Regions from separate parts of the Gossypium hirsutum genome. Here region 2 is linked to region 1. Evidence: chromatin contacts called from public Hi-C data. All regions are on one chromosome and are shown on one strand. The core of a region is the stretch at or near the end of the contact, and the rest is flanking DNA. Distances in the headings are between cores, read along the strand shown.

Region 1 (7,428 bases), core at 4,605-7,104:
TTACATTTGATACAATTTAGTCTTTTTTGTTCAATTAGCTATCAATACTTTAAAATTTCTTGACGAAACTTTAATACTAACTTATTAACACTCCATAAATATTTATAAAAATATTTATGGCTCGATTTAAAATTCCCGAGGTCTCGATACCTCGTTTTCAATTCTAATTATTTTAATATATATTTTTGTACATTTCACTATTTCAAAATTTTTCCTAACTTCACATTTAACTTATACTCACTAAATTAATAATATTTCCTACTCATTTGTCGGATTTAATGATCTCGAATCACTGTTCCGACACCACTGAAAATTAGGTTGTTACAGTTACTGTTATTGTTCCGGCTTCGGCCGATGAGGCACTATGTGCCGTACTGGTGTGTTGGTTGGATTCGTGTATCCGTCTGAGTCCGAGTCATGTTAATAGGGGTAAATAAAGGTATAAAATAACTGATTATTACTGAATAATTGACTGTTACCGGATAATTGACTGTTACTGGATATTAGACTGTTACTGAATAACTGAATATTACTGAATAATTGATCATTACTGAATAACTGATTGTCACTGAATGAATGACTGCTACTGAATAACTTAATTGTTACTGAATATCTGATTTTACTGAATAATTGACTGTTACTGGATAACCGATCAATTGATCGATACTAAATAACTGGTTATTATTAAATAATTGATTGTTACCGAATAACTGACTATTACTGAATAAATAATTGTTGTGAGAGTTAATGAACATTACTAATTGATTAATTACTATTGAAAAATAATAAATGATTTTGAATTTAAAGTAGACCAAAACATTGGTTGGAAAGTGAATGTTTGAATTCTCATTGAGTTTGAATAGTTCAATATATATAAATTAATATGTTTTATAATTGTTTAAGTGTTTAGATTATAGAAATACCACTGAGTGTATACTCAGCGTACGGTTTGTTTTCGTGCGCAGGTTAAGTTAAGGCTAGACTATTGAATCAGCATCCCAGGCCGATCCCGAATTCAATGAGGTAAAGTATGTTGAGTATTGGTAATGGCATGTACCTAGGATGTTTTATGAGAGTCATTTAGGTTGTAGAAGTATTGATGAAATGAGTAAATTATGGTTGTCAACGGTATGTAGTATGAATTTTGAAATTTACTAAAAACTCGTAGTGATTCTAAATTAGTCCCGAATTGAATTCACTGTTCATATTGGACCGCGAGGGCCCATTAAAGGGACGACATCTTAAAATTACGATGTGTGTGAATATTTATTTTAATTAATGACCGGAATTGGACTGTACTGACTGGTAATGTCTCATAACCCTATTTCGGAGATGATATAGGGTTAGGGGACGTTACATATTTGCCTCAATAATTCCCAAATTCTGACCACAAAGAACAAAATAACTTTTGATAAACAATTCATAGAAGTTTCATGCAAGTTATCTAAGGACTAGTTTAGCATTGTTTTTGAGAAATACTTTTGAAAAGTTTGGTTTAAAGTTTAAGTGTTTAGTATTCCTATCAAAAAGTGCTTTTGAGAAATAAAATGTTTATTTTAGACATAGTGTTATAAAGTAACAAATAAGCATTTAAATAATATTTAAATTAGTTAATATTGTGATATTTTAATAAGAATATAGAAAACTATTTACTATAATTTTTTGTTAATATTTTAATATATGAAAAATAAATTTTAAATATTTTTTAAACAATTAACTAGAGAAGAGAAAATATCATGTTTTGGAGGAGTGAAAATATAATTAAGCTGTCAAAAATTAAAAATTTCCTTCAAAAGTTACTTTGCTTCAAAACTGCTTTTCATGTCACCACTAAACAAAACCTACATCAAATTTTCAAGCTCGGGTAGGCCCAAAAAAGGGGCTTACTTTTTTGACTAAGTCCAACCTAATTTAAAGAAGGTAAAACCGGTCTCAGCCCAACTTGCCCATATTTGACTTTTTTTAGATTAGTTTTTTATTTAAAAATAAACTTTTTTTTAAAATATAATACACTAAATGTACTAAAAAGCATTAATATAAAATTTTTCTAACACATTAAAAAATATTTACATTAAAAAACACTACCATAAATATAATAAATATTTTATTATATTAAAGCGCACGAATAAATATGATAAATGTTTCATTGTATTAAATATAATTTTTAAAATTTTATATTTTAGGTTGGATTATTTAGTTGGGTAAATTTTTTTTTAGGTTTTGGGTAATATATTTAATTGTTGTTAGGTTAGTGATTTAATATAAATATATATAATTATTATTTAACAAATATAATTAATATAACTAATTTTATAATATAACATATTTGGGAGAGCTTGAATCAAAGAATTTTATCCAAGACTAGACCTAGGTAAAAAATAAATCTTATATTTTACCTAAATCTATTTTTCGAACCTAATATCTTTATTCAAACTGTCTTATTCTTTGTATAAATCTAAATAAATAGCCTACTCATGGGTAAATCTATTTCGGTCTAAGAATTATTTAAACAATTCTCCCTAATGGTATTGGGAATTAGAAAAAGCTCGAGGTAATTGGGTCAAATGTCAAATTCGTACACTTTGAGATCAGTTTGGTGTGTGTTAGAAGAAGAACGCATTGGATTTGCTGGTTGGCGCCCACCATTCATGAATTTTTAAAATCTTTAGTCTCATAATTTATGTGGTTTCCCCACTAAGAATGTGGTCTGTTTGGTGGCTTAGAACGTAATTTTTAAAAAATTTAATTTATTTATTATATTTTTGATTTAGCTATATCAATTCAATTATTAATATTTAAAATATTTTTTATTAAATTTAAGTTTATTATTTTGTTATTTTTTATTACATAGTCATCAAATAAGTATCATTTTTATCCGTAAACATTATAATTCCTTTTAGTTTGTTTAAATTTATACTAATCACGTTGATTTAGTAATAGTTCGATTGATATAAATATTATTATTAATGTAAAAAAAATATAAATTCGAATGTATTGAAGCGTATTTCATTTTATTTATATATTAGAGGGAAACTATAATTAAATTTAGATATTATACTATAATAAAATTAAAAAAAAAAAAAGGAATTGTACTAAATAGAAAATTGGGGGAAAGAAAGCAGAGGCCTGAAAAGGCGTAAAATATATTACAATGGTTGAAAGTAAAAAAACAGAAGGTGATGAGTTATATGGGAAGAAATGTTAGTGGAAACATGACATGTAAAGGTAAAGCATTTGTTAATAATTTATGTTTTGACCATCTTCTCCTGCTTTCTTTTCATGCACGTACTACTTCATTTGTTTTTCAACTCTAGCATATATGCTTTAATCATTTCTAGGAAAAGGTCTATATGTATATATATATATATATATTAATTGCTATAACAAGCTATACTATATCATTTCAGTGATAGTTTGTTATAATAACATCGTTAGATATAAAATAAAAAATAATTAATATAACTTTAAATTTAAAATTAAAAAAATGAGTAAAAATTCTTATAAAAATAAGTAAAAATATTTCGTTCTTCTTGTTAAAAATAAATTATAAGAGTTTCAAGTTGTCTACTTTAGAAAATAAAATGGTTAATGTATAGTTTGTTCCTTGAATTTGTCCAAAAGTACTTAGTTGGTACTTAAACTTATATTTCGTCACCTAAGTTACTACCTCCACACTAACATCGTTAGTTTATGTTAATGTGGCACTGATGACTAATTTTTTGGTGACACGTGATAGCCTCTCAATATACCATGTGATAAAAATAAATTAAAAAATTAAAAAAAAAACTTAAAAATATAAAAATATATATATATTCCGTTCACATTAAAAATGAACCTAGACAAAAATTTAACTCTTCATTTATTTAATTTTAAAGATTTTTAAAATTTTATTAATTTATGTTCATTATATGAAATAATGAAAAATTGTTATGTGTCACTATTAAATTGACTATAAGTGCTAGATCAATAAAAATTAATAGTATTAATTTAGAAGTACCTGACAAAGGGCTTCAACTAAACATAAAAAAAAAATTAAATAGCAACTATAATATTTTTGAAAGATAGATATTAAGAAAGCAATGAGGTGGGAAGTGGGAATTGGGAATGACATATTTTGTGATGTAATAGAAAAGGTAAAAATATTATAGACTGCTTTTACGCCCACTTGGCCGACCATTCCTTTTCTTCTAGTAATAACTTTTATTTGGAATGTAGAACATCAATACATATGAAGCAACCTTCCTTCCCTCCGTTTTTATTTACTTCAGACTTCGTCTTGTTGAATTCGTTGTAAGTAAATAAAATATTAATAAGTCTGCTCAAAAAATATACATAATATGTTATAAGTTAATATAAATTATAAATATGTTAAAATTTAAATACGAAAAAGAAAATGTAAATACATTTGAAACTCCATTACTTAAAAACGATTCATGCTTCCAGAATAATGAGGAATCAGAGAGTTCCTGAATTCCGACAATTAAAGGACAAGCGAAGTTTCCAAAGGTAAAAAATTTCATGAATGCCAATATATTCTCCTAATCCAAATCTTAGAAAACCAGGGACAAGCATGAGCTGCTTCATATTCAAACATTCCTCAATCCCCTTTGATTTTATTATTATATTCAAGCACCTGACAAGTTGGTTTTTTTTTTTTTTGCACCAAAATGGCTGCAAAACCAGACGCAGAAAAGCTTTATCGCAGCCATCACCATTCATTTTGTTGTTGAATGCATTAGAAACAAGGGAAGATCTGGCTGCTGGAGGAATTCCATGACTTGTTCCCACATTGCACACTAACTACAATCATTATTTTTATTAATAATATTGTTTTTAAATATTACAAATATATTGTTTACTAAAATAAAACAGTTTTTTTTTTTAAATATTCTAAGTTTTATGATCTAATCTTTAAACAATGTCTTATAAAGGTTCAAATATTCATTCTTTAAAGAGTGCAATATACTTTATTATTGCATCCAACACATAGTACTAAATATAACACTTTAGGATGAACATTAAACAAATTTAATTTCCTAATCATATTATTAATGTAACATACCAAATTTAAAAATAAATTATATTATATTCTAATTGATACATACAAACAGTTTATGCATTGTTAATGAATTAAATGATGACACATTAAATAATTTTTTTTAAAAAAAGACATAAAAATTTATTTGACCTTCAAAAAAAAAACAAGTTATTTTAGTTCTTTATTTTATTTTCACATCTTTTAGTCCTTAAACTTACGTTGTTTGTTAAATCACCCAAGAATAGATAAAAAAAGTTAATGCTTATTAACTTTGTTGAGTGTATGCCATATTAGCAATTAATTAAAAATTTAAAAAAATAATTAATTTCTAACGTGGCATCCACATGTATGCCACATTAGCAATGTTAACACAACGTAAGTTTTTCTATTTATTTGGAGTGATTTGACAAATAACATAAATTTAAGAAGTAAAAAAGACAAAAAATTAAATGAATGACTAAAATAGCTTCTTTTATAAAAAATCCACTTATATTAATTTCAAATCTCCTATGTTATAATTTGATTTTTTGACAAAGAATAATATTTGACATTAGTGGAATTTTTAGACTCCACAATAAAGGTTAAAGAGTTACAATTATCCTATAAAAATATAATAAAATATTTAAAAAATAAATAATTTAAAAAAAAGACACATGATAAATTTTTAAAGCTGTATATGGAATAATATAACATGTGTGGATAATGCATATAATTGTACAGTAAACTTAGAAGACATTATCAAAACCAACAACTACAAAACTTAAACATCAACCATAAAAGTAAAATAAAAAAGTATGATAGATATTTTTCCTGCAAGAATTAAAGTTGGGTTATGTTAATTGAAAAAATTCCGAAATTGGTGTGGCTTGAAATTGACAAAACAAAAAAGAGGGGCTGTCCTACATTGCGAAACGATAATGCCAAATACTTTTCACAGTTTCGAGATGTAGAACTCAATATGATCCGATTGAACTCATGGTAATTTCTTGTATTGAAAGAAAAGAAGATACGCTGTTTGGCTCATCTCCTTTCTTTGATTACCGGTCACTATCAGCTCCTCAACCAAATACTCATTAAAATACAAAAAGAAACAGTTTGATTCGTATACCGCGTGGACTCCATTACGCATAACAACAGTGTTCTTATTTTAAGTTACCTTCCGACCACTCGCTCTGAACCGCTTTTTAACTCGTATCCTCACACTTTCCTGCGTCCCTATTTCTATAAATATACGCACCTCTCTTTCATTCCTTTAACATATTTCTTGTTTCTTTGTCTTAATTTTTGCCAATCTCCCTGCTTTCAACAATTACTTGTTTGTATTGTCTAAAAAAAAAAAAAGAAAAGAACCAAGGGAATGAGGACCATCTTCTCCAAATCTCCATCTCCTCCTACCCATCACCATACTTTCACCGAGTCATTAATTGAAGAAAATATTGAAGCTGCTGAACTTAGCATCACTAAATGGGATTCCTTACATGGCGACGACCATGTCTCCTACTGTAACATTGCTTCTGTTTTCTCCGAAAACAATCGTGATGAAGCCAAACAGTATCTGAGTTCCATTAAGGGTTTGCAGAAAGCTATGCGATACTTGGCTTCGCTTGAATCCACTTCCGATAAACTTGTGCGAGCCCAAACGCTGATGCAAACCGCCATGAAACGCCTCGAGAGGGAGTTTTACCAGATTTTGAAGTCCAACCGGAATTACCTTGACCCAGAGTCTGTTTCCAATCACTCATCTTCTAGACCATCGGTTTCCAGGTCGAGCTTTTCAGATTCAGAAGAAGATGAGTCTGAGAACGATTCCATCCCGGAAGTGGAGAGAGGCTCGTCGGCTGTTATTGCGGATTTAAGAGCCATTGCGGAAGCCATGATATCAGCTGGGTACGCTAAGGAGTGTTTCAAAATTTACAGAACTATTCGGAAATCGATCGTCGATGAAGCTCTATATAATCTCGGAGTTGAAAGGAACTTGGGTTTTCAGCAGATTCAGAAGATGGAGTGGGAAACTTTGGAGGTTAAAATTAAGTATTGGCTGAACGCTGTTAAAGGGGCGGTTAAAACTGTGTTTTATGGAGAGAGATTACTCTGTGATCAAGTGTTTGCAATTTCGTCTTCCATCAGGGAATCTTGTTTCACTGATGTTTCAAAGGAAGGAGCTTTGGCTCTGTTTGGATTCCCAGAAAATGTAGCCAAGTGCAAGAAAACTCCCGAGAAAATGTTCCGTATCTTGGATTTATATGAGGCGGTTTCCGACCTTTGGCCCGAGATTGAATCAATCTTCAGCTTCGAATCCACCTCGACCGTCCGCTCGACCGCCGTTAACTCCTTAATCAGGCTCAGCGATGCCGTTAGAACGATGTTAACGGACTTTGAAATGGCAATTC
Region 2 (6,929 bases), core at 3,823-6,322, 210 kb before region 1:
CTCGAAACTCGCAACAAAGTGATAAGTGAAGTATTGTCCTCATGAGGATTAGTACCCAAATTTTACTAAATTCGCACACTAAATTTTATCCAATAATGAAAACTAATTCTACAATTTTAAACTAAATCCATTAATTGGTAAACTGGAAATTAATATTTAAAAAAAAAGGAGACAATGTTTATGTTTTTTATATGATAAAAATCTAGTATCATAATTTTATTTGACATCTTGCAATAATCTAGTAATCCTTTATTTTTCTTTCAATGTGCGGAAAAGTCCATCTAAAGTTTTGATGTAATTTATGCATAATTCTGAATAACATATAAATCTATCCTTGCAACTCCACTCCCAAAACACTTATGGAAATTAACATTAGAAAGATGATTTACGAATAGACTCTAATCTTGATCATATATTGTTTAATTCCTATCTAATCTCATATTATCTTTTTTAAGAATCACTTATTTCAATTTAATTTAAAAAAATTCAATCGGTTTAAATTAAACAAAATATTTAATAAATTAAAAAATAATAATGTCGAAATCGAACCGGATCAGCTGGTACAATAGTTCTCAAAGAACCCTAAAAACTTGTTTGAATTACTAACCGACTACTAAAAAAATCAGAAAAAAAACCGGATATTTAGACTAAATTAACCTAGGACAAATGGAGAAAAAAAATTAAATAGCCTAATAACAAAAGCTCAATGTTAAAACCCGCCCAAACATTATTTACCCCAGCCCCAAAAAGAAAAAAAAAAATAGCAATCCCAATTGTCGGTATCAAACAAAGAGTGGGGGGATTGGTAAATTACACAAATGGCTAGAAACTTAATAGAAATTGTGAGTGTATTTTTGGTAGGTATAGTCTTAGTAATCAATAAAGAAAAAGGATGTAACCAACCAGTATTAGTGCAATAATAAGGCACGTTGTATTTTTAAGGAGGATATTTAGAGACAATATGAATGAGTAGTCATAAATCTCATAAAAAATAAAAGAAAGATTAAATTTTAACAAGGAAATATTTTTAATATTTTTTATTTTTTAAAATTAAAAAGACAGATTGAATAGATTAATTTGATTCGTTTAATAATTAATAAACCTTGTTAAAAAATGAAATAAAAGATTACAATAATTCATGTTTAAATATTTAAGTAAATATAGTTCATGCTTGTCATTGAAAATACAAAACAATTGACAAGAAAATCAGAGAAAATTAATATAGTTAAGCTTCCAAATTCACCGACCCTTCTGAAATATTGTTGACCGTTTTTCCCAATAAAATCTAGGGGCTCTTTTTTTTATGGAAAAATAATTTCAGTTTTAGTGTGCTTAAAGAAATAGTCTTAAAATAACCCTACATATGAAAGCGTTGTCAAAGGCAGGAAACAGGAATCATCAAAATCTGGAAACCCTCTAAAAGTAGACATTGTCGGGCTTGAACTGCTGGCAGCCTATGGGTCACTTCAACGCTCTTGCTTCGAATAATGCAATGCAAGGCATATGGGGGTGCTGCAACATTTTTCTTCCTTTTATTTGTTATCGCTCGTCATTTTCATGGTTGTTTTATATTCCAACGTTGAGTCTCGTTATAATTCCACTTATCAATATTGTTGACAAAAGCCTTGAAAATCAAATGGTTATGGTGATGCGTTTTATGAAAATGCAATAAGCTGAGGACCAATTAGAACTATATTTTAACAGGCGATTTGTAGTCATTTTCACAAGTATTGAAGAAAAAGTAGACTTTGTGTTACATATTGTAACAAAATGTTGGAACTTTCTTAGTGTACATGTTTCAAGTCTCAAAGCTCCAATCTCCATTAAAAAACACAACTTCCCTACAATGGGATCCAAATAACAAAGCAGGTGATAATATCTAGGATGAAATTCCATTTCCCATGTTTTCAAAAGTCAAACCAACTTATAGTCATAAGACCCTAAATTTACTAGAGGTTAGTGCCAATACATTGAAATTAACACAAGCTTAACCCAGTCAGCTAAAAGCTCCCACAAAAATCAAGGCACCAAAATTTGACCTTAGCTCAAACTTTCCAAACTGAAATGGACAAAATTTTTACACCCTTTCAACAAAAAGGAGCCTTTACAAGATTCCCAACCCTATTGTCCCTCTCATTGTGGGGGCTTTCACCGTGCCGTGCCATGCAATACATTGCAAGCTTAGCTTACTTTGTCTTGCAATATTTCTCTATTCTCATTCACTTCTTTCTCTCTCTTTCTTGTCGCCAAACTACTACAATTCACATACCAAATCCAATCACCAATGCACAATGCCGACCCTACACTTCATGCTTTTTGCTTCCATTTTCGCCACATATATCTCCATTCATATTGCCCTCTTTCTTCGTTGCCACAGTTTTCGACTTCCTTGGTATGCACTTAGCACGCACGCCATCCATCTCCTTTTCTTCCAACTGCAACTGCGAACTCCTGATGATTCCAAAGTTCCCAAATTAATCAAATGAACAAGCAATCAAAAAAAGAACAAAAAAAAAAACAATCTAACTAGAATAAATGCTAGTCTATTTGTTTTACACCAATTGATTATAAGCTTAAAATCTTAACAGAATTTGTTTGTTTTACCCCAATTATAGGACCATTGGTCTTGAATATGTGTATTATGAATGTGGACGGCCAGAATTTATATGATCCATCATTAAATGAACGGAGATATTCATCTAATGTTTCCAGTAGATGAACAATAGATTGTACCTCTGCAACAAAAATGAATAGCTCTAGCTGGCTTATTGCTAAAGACAAGTACGAATCTTACAAGCAAGACACAGAAAAGGCCAACTAGGGTCTCATTCAGACATAAATTCCCAGGAAATGTGAGAACAAACTTTACTTGTTTTGCAGGTAAACAACAGTTCATTTTCAACTTAAAATTCAAAGCTTGAGTCATCCCCCACTTCGAGTCATATCAAGATGTAGAATTTGGTTTATGCCTGCTATTTCCTTTCTACATAACAAAAGCTTGAATCATACTAACTGGGAATTCAAAGCTATTAAGCATTAATCTGAAATGAAATGCTTTAACAAAGTTACCTATCAGCATTGTATGAAGAAGATCTCTTGAAGGCAGGAACTTCAACTTTCTTGGTCTCAATCAAGCTCCCACTGAAGTACTCTTTATCTTCCAATCTTACCCTTGAGAAGCTCCCAATATCCCTTTCAATCCCTGCATCTTTTCCCACCTCGTTACAATCCCCACCTGCTCCACGAGGTAACCTTGATTTATAGTGCCCTATCAACGAGAACCCTTGATCCCTCTCCGAACTTGGTCCACAATCCTTGAACGAGATGGAACCGCAGGATATCAACTGCATCAAAACAGACGGCGCCTTTATTCTACCACTTTGGCAACCCTCAGAAGTCTTATTCAAGTTATCATCGTTACCCCCATTGCACAATCTCAGCCGTCCATCAGCTTTCATCAAGGTTTCGAGCGTCTCAGGACTCGAATCCGACGGCGGAGGTGAAATCTCTTCCCTGTTCAGCTCCGAAGTTTGATTCTGCTCCAACTCTTGACTTTCACTTTGCACTTCCTCAATCTCCGTTTGCTTAACCATCGCCTTTCTCCTTCTCCTCTTATCATCAGTCTGAGTCGACGCATCAGCAGCGAGTCTCCGTGCTGAATCGGAACTAGACTCGGCCTTATAAACTCTGTATTCGTTGAGATCAATGGAAGTCCAAGACTGATTCCTCCGCCGTCTGATTGACGGAAAATCATGACCGTTCTCGGATTTTTGACTCTCCAACGGTTTTGTTAGCCGAAAAGAAGACGACTTTACTTCCAAGGATTGAGTGTTTATCGGATGGTCCAGAACCTCCGATCCTTTGAGAACGTATTCTTGGCCGTGAGATGGGTAAATAAAATCGTTCTCCGCTAAGTCGTGCCAAACAAAGCCGTTTTTGTAACTCCTGAGTTTAGGAAAACCAACACTGAATAATATTAAATATCGGAGGGTGAGGGGATGTGATCAGACGGTTAGGAATGAATGAGAGTGTTACCGTTTGCAGGACCAGGAGTAAAGGCTAGCCATGCCTTTGCCTCGAAGGAGGTTTAGGCGGTTGATTACATCTGAAAGATGAAAGGAAAACGAGATAATTTTAGATTCAATTTGCTCGAAATTTAGAATAAAATCGGGTGCTTTTTCTCGGCATCCAAACAAAGAGAAGAAAAGGTTTTGATTAGAAAAACAAGGAACCAGAAAAAAAGATCACTTCTTTTAACAAATTTATTCTTTACGAGAAAACAGAAAGTTGGGTCTTTTGTCAGCTATGGAGCTGGGCACGACCATTTGGCAGAAAGCATTTCTTGGGACGTGAAAGTAAATTTAAAATTTTGAACTTTCTTACAAACCAAACAGAGAATGCTTGAAATGAAAGGAAGTTGTGCTAATTTTGAACCCAGAAAGGAAACCAAATGCATTTACCTTTGAGATAAAGGCCATGATGAGAAGAGAGAGGAACTTCCATGAAATGTGGGTGTTCAAGCTGACCATTTCTAGACAAATAGTAAACAACAGAAACTTTCTTTTCAGAGCTGTTGGTGGTGGTGGGGTGAGACTTGGGTTCAATCCAGATTTTGTGCCTTTCAGGGCTTATATCTCTCTCTTTCCATTTCCTTGAAACAACCCCAAACTCTGTAGTTGTTCCTCTGGAAGAACTGACCGCCATTGCAAGCAACTTTCTCTATCTGCAAAACCAAACAAGAAACACAGAGAGAATGAGAGAATGAAGAGGGGAGAGGAGAGAGAAAGTGAGTTTACCTGAGGAAGTAAAAGCTAGCGGAGAAGAAAGGGGTAGATTTGGATTTTATAGGAAAGAGAAGAGAAAGTGTGAAACGGAGAAGAGAAGAAAAGAGTTGAAAATGAGGGTGCAGCAGACAACAGTTAGGAAGGAAAAAGATAAAGGGAGATATTGATTTCAGTTGTCGCAATATGGAGCATTGAGAGTCAAATTCCCAGTTTGCTTATTTATTTGTATCTACGTAGTTAAAAAGTGCAAATAGCTAAGCCTAAGCCAAACAATGCCGTCCTACCTTTACCATACGTTTTTGTTTAGGACTTGGGAAGAACGTAGATATGAAGCTTGACAATTAAAGTATTTTTATACAAAACTCAGTTTTTCAAATTTAATTAATTATAAACGTGATATATATGTGTATTGCTATGTCAATAAAATCAATAAATAATACGGATTCAAAAATTAAAAGACACAAAAAAATTAAATTTAAAAAGTTAAAAAGATCAAATAAATCATTAGACCTAATTAATATTAAATAATTAGTTTTTATCATTAAATTCTATCTTCAACTTAAATTAATTTTATGGACAAATAAAAAACTTAAATTGTTTTTAAAACTAGTTTGAACTAACTGTGAGATGAAATTGTAATTCACATTTGAATTTAGAAAACAGTATTTTTAGGAGGGACAATAACATACCTTAAACACGAACCATAAATAGATAAGGAGTATACTAAAAAACCAAAAATAAAAGCTAATTTGGTGGTAGAGTTTTTAAATTTCCTTTTTTTTTAAATGCTTAAAGAATTTACTTTGAATTTTAAATATTAAATATATATGTATTTTTGTAATATTTATATTGAATATATAATTATTTATTTTTTGGTTTATTATAAATATTAGAGTATGGCATAGTATGTGCGAAAAATAAATTTTATGCAAAAAAATAATAAAATTTTGGTTGAAATAGTAAAATTAAGTTATTTCTATATTTATTTTTTATTTAATTTATTTTTTTATAAATTGTATATAAATTTAAGAAAAAATAAAAACACCCTATAATGATATTTTTTAATTGTTTAAATTTTAAATTTTTAGTCAGTGTTAAGTTGTCTCGTAACTAACAACTCAGAGCTTATATAACATTTTATATATTTGAATTTGCAAGGATTGTTTTAATACCTAGAATATGATTTATGTATTCAAATTAAAAGTTTACAATAGTAAGTTACACCACGAGTAATCTAATTAATTTATGAGTTATTTTCTTTTTTGGTTATTTAATTATGAATTTTTTTTCACCCGATTAATTGAGATTTTTTTTATTTATTTCCATTAATTACACAACGGGAAGGTAACATGGCAATTGAAAAGTCAATATAATAAAAAAAGTTTGCCCATCCTAATTCTAAATTATTTTTTAAGAAATATATAAAAATACATAAATATTTTTAAAAATATATAATAAATTTAAAAAAATAAAAAATGATTATTGAAAAAATATATAATATAAAAATACATAAATAATTTCAAAGAATATAATAATAAATTTAAATATTATATTAATGTTAATATTAATATTAAATAAAAACCCTCCACCCCATTTTTTGAAATATTAAATAAATACATGAATACTTTTCAAGCTTACTCTTTAGATGATGCATGAAAACCAGAATATTCCTTTCCCATTTTAGTTTTCATAGAACCCTTTTTTTGAAACCTCTATTGCCGCAGCAACAGCAACAATAGAGAGGGGGAGAGAGAGGGAAAGGGACGGTGGGGGAGGAGAGGGTTTTTTTCTTTCTATTATTTAATATCAATATAAATATTAAAATAAAATTTGAATTTTTTATATATTTTTCAAAAATATTTATTTACTTTTATATTTTTTATATTTTTTTTAGAAGTAGGATCAAATTGAGACTATTTATAAATTTTGAGGGTTAATTTTTTAAAATTATGACTAAATTGATATAATATGTAAAAGTTGATGACTAAATTTATTATTATACTAATTTTTCAATTGTCATATCACTCTCTTGTTAGTGCAATTCAGGGAAATGGATAAGAAAAAAAAAACAATCTCAATTAGTTGGATGACCAATTTAAAAAAAAATTATAGTTGAGTGAGTAAAAAAAGAAAATGGCCCATAAT

What was found. Hi-C and Micro-C count contacts between places; a contact is called where the count stands out from the background.
Region 2: a contact with region 1 is called in a Hi-C map of leaf, with 2.1 times the contacts expected there. The contact joins the promoter of LOC107937007 here to the promoter of LOC107942938 in region 1. A contact is called at or near these places in 2 of 34 Hi-C or Micro-C datasets (both in leaf).

What each region holds. Positions count from the first base shown.
Region 1 is chrA07:16,427,795-16,435,222 of Gossypium_hirsutum_v2.1, reverse strand. It overlaps LOC107942938 (exocyst complex component EXO70H1), which reads left to right and starts at 5,854. Exons shown (of 1, transcript XM_016876675.2): 1 at 5,854-7,428. The coding sequence starts at 6,396.
Region 2 is chrA07:16,638,731-16,645,659 of Gossypium_hirsutum_v2.1, reverse strand. It overlaps LOC107937007 (protein SOSEKI 2), which reads right to left and starts at 5,072. Exons shown (of 5, transcript XM_016869819.2): 1 at 4,797-5,072; 2 at 4,461-4,723; 3 at 4,036-4,105; 4 at 3,070-3,945; 5 at 1,791-2,451. The coding sequence starts at 4,704. The coding sequence ends at 2,301.